Linked DNA regions of Arachis hypogaea: region 1 is linked to region 2. A link is a contact called in public Hi-C data. All regions are on one chromosome and are shown on one strand. Each heading gives the region's core, a stretch centred on a gene start, on an enhancer-like site or on the middle of the called end of the contact. The rest is flanking DNA. Distances are from core to core; before and after follow the strand shown.

Region 1 (3,501 bases), core at 192-2,691, 950 kb before region 2:
GGCTCAAAACTCACTTGCTTGTGTTCTTAGCTCAAAAACATGATCCACAAGATATATAATTCAAGCAAGTTTAATGAAAAGTTTTCACTCAAATCAATTGAGGTGCCCTATAGATAGAAATCTTGAAAAAATTTCATTATTTTGACTAAGCTTATTATGTATATATATGCAAAAATAAGAAAATGCAAGTAAAAACCATAAAATCCTAGAATGAAATGCAAAAGTGTTAGGATTAGAAATTTGTCACCCAAAATCGCCGACCGGTCGGATGACCTCCCCACACTTAAAAGTTTGCACCGTCCTCGGTGCACTCAAAGATGAGCAAGGGGGTACGGCGATTCTCCGAGTTGCTGTGTGTTCTTAGTCTTGCTTCCATGTTTTATTTCTCTTTTTATTATCAAAACTTCATAACCATTTGAATATGTCTGAGTGAGATTTACAAGATGACCACAGCTTGCTTCAAGCCGACAATCTCCGTGGGATCGACCCTTACTCACGTAAGGTATTACTTGGACGACCCAGTGCACTTGCTGGTCAGCTGCGCGGAATTGTGAGAAAAGTGTGAACTCACGATTTCGTGTACCAAGTTTTTGGCGCCGTTGCCGGGGATTGTTCGAGTTTGGACAACTGACGATTCATCTTGTTGCTCAGATTAGGTAATTTTCTTCTTGTTTCAACCTTTATTTTATTTTCAAAAAATTTTCAAAAAAATTTTTCTCTTCTTTTTCGTTTTTCCAAAAAAAATTCGAAAAATTTCAAAAAAAATTTAATAAAATCATAAAACAAAAATAATTTTGTGTTTCTTGTTTGAGCCTGGTGTCAAATTTTAAGTTTGGTGTCAATTGCATATTTTTAATTTTCCTTAAAAAAAATTTTCAAAAAATATCATGCATTGTGTTCTTCATGATCTTCAAGTTGTTCTTGATAAAGTCTCCTTGTTTGATCTTAAAATTTTCTTGTTTTGTGTCTTTTCTTATTTTTCATATGTATTTTCGGATTCTTAGAATCAAAAGTTTAAAATTTTTTAAGTTTGGTGTCTTACATGTCATTCTTTTCAACAGATTTTCAAAAATATGTTCTTGATGTTGTTCTTGGTGTTCATCTTGACATTCAAAGTGTTCTTGCATGTATTTTTTTGTTTTGATCTTAAATTTTCATATTTTGAGTCATTTTTGTGTTTCTCTCTCTCTCCTCATTAAAAATTCAAAAATAAAAAATATCTTTCCCTTATTTCTCTCATAAATTTTGAATTTTTGGATTGATTCAGTCAAAAATTTTTTAAAATTTAGTTGTTTCTTATGAGTCAAGTCAAATTTTCAATTTAAAAATCCTATCTTTTCAAAACTTTCACTACAAAAAAAGAGTTTAAAATGGCATTAATATTATGGTGGTTCTAAAGAACCGCCTTAATAACCGGTTATTATGTCATTTTTAGTTGCTACCATAATGAACTTTGAGTTTGGTGGCGGTTCAAGTGATTATGGCGGTTTTGAACCGCCGTTTTCACACGTATATAATATAAAAATTTACAGTAACCCTAGCTTGAAACAGATGAGGGCTCGCTTTACAATTTCCCTTCTATCCCTGATCTCCTTCATCTCTCTCCGTAGCTACCTCTTCAACCTCCACTGTCGCTTCCTCTTCAACCTTTCACCATCCCTTGTTCTAGGCTACACTCACCTCAGATCTCTGATCTCAGATATCAGATCTCAACCTTTCATCCTCCCTTCTTTCGGATCTCAGATCTTCCATCGACGCTGCTCATTGCCACTAGTTTACTACACTCCTTCATGCCGCCGAGCTCGTTGTTGCCGCCGACGGCTCTTTCTCGCCATTGCTACTCAGCTTCTTTGAGGTTATTCTAATGTTTTATGCTGCATGTTCACGAATCTTCACTTAACATCTCTTTTTCCTTTTGATTTTCCTTTTCTGCACTTCGCACTTCGCACTTCGCACTTCCTTTTGAGGTTATATTTGATTTAATGATGTCGTAGAGGATAATCTGGGAAGAAGAATGTTGTAAGAATAAGCAAAAACATTTAAATTTAGTTGATAGTATTCTCGCAGGGGATATTTGAATTGGGATTTATGTTGCAGACCTAAAATTATTTGTCGCCTTCCCCCAAAAATTGTTAGGTTAGTTCAATATCATAAATTAATTTGTATGTTACAAGACATTTTAATTCAAAGTTTAAATTGATGAGCTCGTTCAATTGTTTTATTGAAGACTAAATCTGCTGAAAGGTTCACAGTTGGAATCTAAAACAGGTTTAGGCTTAAATAAGTGCAACAGATCAAATTTACTTGAACATGGTTTCTTTGATTTTTAACAAAGTAGTATCTCTTGTTTTCAAGATTTTGTAAACAGAGAGGAATGATTATTGAATTTCATCTATAATATTACATTTAATTTCTTAAGTGTTCTCAAGAAATATGTAACAATTAGCACATTAAAATTGTTGAAAACAATAAATAGTATATATCTTATTAGTTAGTAACTATGTGAAGCTTTGTGGTGCCATATTTTAGGTTTAATTTTCATGAATGCTAAATCAAGTACTATTAACATCATTATTGTAATTTTATTACTTTAAGAATGTTCCTGATGCAGTAGTGATTGCCAAATGCCAAATGCCTAAACTGTTTAATACACTAACAGCAGGTAGTTTTGATTTAAATTTGTTTTTAAACTTCTAATAATTCATCAACATGATTGCAGTCATCCTGAATTTGCTTCTTTCTATTTTAATAAACTAAATGTTAGCTGCTTTGTGTTTGCAGAAGGAAATACCATTGGGTTTGACCACACGATCTGCTCACCTAGGTAGTTATAAATGAGTAATTTCTGTAGTTATTTAGCTCTGTTGCCCTTGTTCTGTTCAATATTTTTTGCATTAACTGAACATTTATTTTTTTATTCATTTATATATTTTGGATAAATTCTAGAAATCAAAATATGCCCTTGCTCTGTAAATGAGTTCGAGTCATCCGTTCTTGCTAGCAATCTGAGTTGCTCTATTGAAGGCTAGTACTTATATTTTATACATGCGGTACAGCAGTAGTCATGTTAGAAATCGGAACTTAATAATTGGGACTGATCATGTCATGTTTCACTATGATCTTACTTATTGAGGTTTGTGCCTTTTGTATTGCGTATTCATGGTAGAGGAGCCAAACTTATTTTAGCAAGTGCAAGAACACCTCTAACCCTTGCACTTAGACACATTAGTGTATGCTGTAGTCCTTGTTTCATTTCAGTCTCAGGTCATCAACATCAAACATGTAGTGCAGCTCATTATTTGATTAACATATCCTTGCACTTAGATTTGATTAACATGCTGTAATTCTCTCATGATTCATTAATGATTTTTTTAACTGTTTGTTGTAATTTTAATTATTTTCAGTTGAGCAATGTATGTCTAATTTAATTTCTTGTTCAGTGTTCAACATTGAATGAAGAAAAAATATTTGAAGTTTAAGACAGCTTATCACTCTTTCCTT
Region 2 (3,712 bases), core at 659-3,158:
GAGACATGAAACTAAGATAATCTGAATGATAGAGACGTTCAACTTGATAAGAAAACAATCAAAGTATGTGATAAAGGAAGGAAACAAGAAGTGATACTAAGATGACAGAAACAAGCAAAATTGAATCCTAATTGGAACCAAAGAAAATTTGGAAAACTAAAACAAAGGTGAAAAAATTTGAAATTTTTTTTACAGTTTTTTTTTTGCAGATGTTAACTTTAATATATGGAAGTTGCAGTAATGGAATTAAAGTAAAAATTTTTTGTTTTTTTTTTTGAACCAACTGAAGTAAATTTGCAGAAAATGAAGAGAAAACTAAAGAGACTAAGCAAGAATGTTGGAACGTGCGGATAAATAAGAATTTATCTAAGACCTATTACTGATACCAGATGATAGGAAGATTGTTAGGGATTAGGGGTTTTATCACAATAAATAAGAATTATTCAGTAAAGGGCATACCCAAAAGAACACCGCAGAAACATAAAAAGATAGATAAATGGGATTTTTCCTACTAGACCTCTAAGAAAGCTATTCTTAGCAACCTAAGTCACTAAAAGGGGCTCCCTACTAGACCTTCAAAGAACCTGTCCTTGACAACCTAGATTAGAGGGATGAAAACTGAAAAGAACCACCACGCAGATCACCTTAGTGTTGGATCCTTCAATCTTCTTCATGCAACAAGTAAAGCAAATTACTCACCTCACTTAATCACACAATAAAAACGTGCTAAAAGCAACGAAAAATTTATTCATCAAAAGTTATGTAAATGGTCTACCAAAGGTGTTTAAATAGGCCCCTAACAAACTAAAAAAGATAAGATAAGATTTTGAAATTTAAATCAGATTTGATCTTTAATGGATTAGATTAGATTTGATTTAAATTTTAAATTTCAAAAAAAAAATACTACTAAACAAATCAGAATTAAACAAATCTTCTAACAAAACTTTAACTACAAAACAAAGGCCTAAATTTTCGAAATTTAATAATAAATTATGCTTCACATTGAATTTGAAAAGTATTATTGGGCTTTTTACTGTCCTGACTTAACCCATGGATTTTGCCCATTCTTCTTTGGTTAGAACTTTATGTAACTTCTTATGCATAAGTCCTGCCAAGTTTCCAAAGCTCTCTTTGAGTTTTTTTGCACGTACTCTAGTGATGGAGTCATCTGAAAATGTGAAATTCTTATTTTGTCCTTTTGTCTTAGAATGTCCCAATTATCTTTTTGAGCATGTATCATAGAATCTTTAGGAATCATCACCTCTTGAGCTTGTTATGAAAAATTTTTTTCAATCCACTCTTGAATTTGCTATAGCGAAATTATCTCAATTCTCTGCTGAGTTTGTTCAACAAATCCAGAATTTCATATAAGAAACAAAAACAAACTTAAAAAAAAAGATCTCCTTTAAAAATGACAAAAATCACAAATAAAAAAAATACATATAAAAATTATAAAAAATATTAAGTGAACACTTTATTTTTTAACTAAATTTGATATTTTTCTACATTTTTTTCGTTTTTAATTGATATTTATTGTTCTAATAAATTATTAAACTAATTTCATTAAATTTAGTTTTTAAAATAATTTGATCACCCAATATTATTTTAAAAAATAGTAGTGCTACGTTACCAACTTTTTATCTGCCAAAATCTGCCAACTTGAGTTGGGCTGGACATAAAGCCCATCTACTAAATAAAGCCACATTTAAGTTAATCATAATTTAATCCTAATTTATCACGTGTTGGTAATAGTTGGCAGATTCACTTTTGGTAACGTATACTTTTTCTTAAAAAAAAAAGAGATTAAATGGAATTGAGGATTGAAACGACAAAGTGTGAGTCTTTTTTTTTTTTTTTTTTAAATGTGATCTTCTGGCAAAGCTGAGATTAACAACCCTAATGATTTCTCCAAAATCAAATTAGGATTCCAAATACAAAGCTATGGCTTTTTTGAATTGGTCCCCGATTGCCTTTTCTGCCCCCTTTCGAATTACCCCCACACACACCCGCCCATCCTCATCACCGTTATCAACAACGATTAAACAATTTTTGAATCCCAATTGACAATTGTAAAATAATCCTAGTTTTAGAAAACAATTAAGGGTTTCTACTTTCTAATTTCAAACCCCCTTTAAAAAAGTAAAAGAAAAAAAAAATCGCATCCTTCAATGTTGGCCCCTCTTTCCCTTTTCGGATTTCCCCAACCCCCCACACCCACCATCCATCATGATTATCATGAACAACAAGTAACGATTTTTCAGCCCATCACCCTCCAAAATCCCAAAAATGTTCCTAAACAAATTGATTAGGGTTCCAGTTTAGGAAAATTGGGGAAAAAAAAAAGAATTAGGGTTTTTTCTGTTCTTAGCCCAAAACCACCTGAAATACCGTAACAACCACCAAGTGTCGATTTGGAGGCTGTGGAAATGGCGACGAGGGGCACGAGATCCGAGAAGGTTCGGAGAATTTTCCAGCAATTCGACGCGAACAGCGACGGTGGTCTCAATAGGGAGGAAATGGCTTCGCTTGTTGTGGCAGTGAACCCTAGGGTGAAGTTCAGCGACGAACAGATCAACGCCATTCTCGACGAGGTTTTCCGAACCTATGGCGATTTCATTGACGGAGATAAGGGGCTCACCTACGAGGGCCTCCTCCGAACCTACGACGACGGTGCCGGCGACGTGGATAGGGACTTCGACGCACTCGGCCTCGAGCTCAACCTCGAGGAGGCTGCGGCCGCCGCTAAGGGCTCCTCGGCGGCGGCGGCGTCCGAGGCCTCGTCTTCGTCCATTGTAGACGAGAGGATGGCGGTGGAGACGCAGAAGAAGCAACGGACGGCGGCTTGGGCCGTGTCGCCAAACCACGGGATTGTGTTCGATGACACTTGGAAGATTGTGGACGATTTGGAGATTCTAATTAAGAGGCTGAGGACGAAGCAGGCAAAAGATGGAAAATTGAAAGGGGAGAATTTTGATGCGTATTCAGATGCCGGTTGGTCCCGGGAATTGGGGCCTTCCGCAGAGATTTCGGAGAAAAGGGTGTTTTGGGAAGAATCAGGACATGATTATGCTGTGTTTTTGAAGGAATTAGGGGGCTTGAGGGGTAGGGCAGATGCTGCTAGGTCAAGGGAAGAGGCATTTGATGGACACATGGCGATTGGGCGAGTTTTGTATGAGCATCAGTTGTTCAAGGAGGCTTTGGTGAGTTTCAAGAGGGCTTGTGAGTTGCAGCCTGTTGATGTGAGGCCACATTTTAGGGCTGGGAATTGTTTGTATGTTCTTGGCAGGTACAGGGAGGCCAAGGAGGAGTACCTGTTGGCTTTGGAGGCAGCTGAGGCAGGCGGGAATCAGTGGGCCTATTTGCTACCGCAGATTTATGTCAACCTTGGGATTGCGCTGGAAGGTGAAGGTATGGTCTTGAGTGCCTGTGAATATTATAGGGAGGCTGCAATTCTTTGTCCCACTCATTTTAGAGCATTGAAGCTACTAGGTAGTGCACTTTTCGGTGTAGGGGAGTATAGGGCCGCTGTGAAGGCATTGGAGGAAGCAATTTTCATGAAGCCTGATTATGCTGATGCGCATTGTGACTTGGCTTCGGCTTTGCATGCCATGAATGACGATGAGAGGGCAATTGAGGTGTTTCAGAAAGCTATTGATTTGAAGCCTGGTCATGTAGATGCTCTATACAATTTGGGTGGGCTTTATATGGATCT

Evidence for each region. Hi-C and Micro-C count contacts between places; a contact is called where the count stands out from the background.
Region 1: a Hi-C map of leaf shows a contact between it and region 2, with 2.6 times the contacts expected there. The contact joins the promoter of LOC112743081 here to the promoter of LOC112743060 in region 2. A contact is called at or near these places in 2 of 8 Hi-C or Micro-C datasets (both in leaf).

Annotation. Positions count from the first base shown.
Region 1 is chr2:76,909,093-76,912,593 of arahy.Tifrunner.gnm2.J5K5, reverse strand. LOC112743081 reads left to right here and starts at 1,441. Exons shown (of 6, transcript XR_003171923.3): 1 at 1,441-1,855; 2 at 2,782-2,824.
Region 2 is chr2:75,962,756-75,966,467 of arahy.Tifrunner.gnm2.J5K5, reverse strand. LOC112743060 reads left to right here and starts at 1,908. Exons shown (of 2, transcript XM_072218985.1): 1 at 1,908-3,712. The coding sequence starts at 2,427.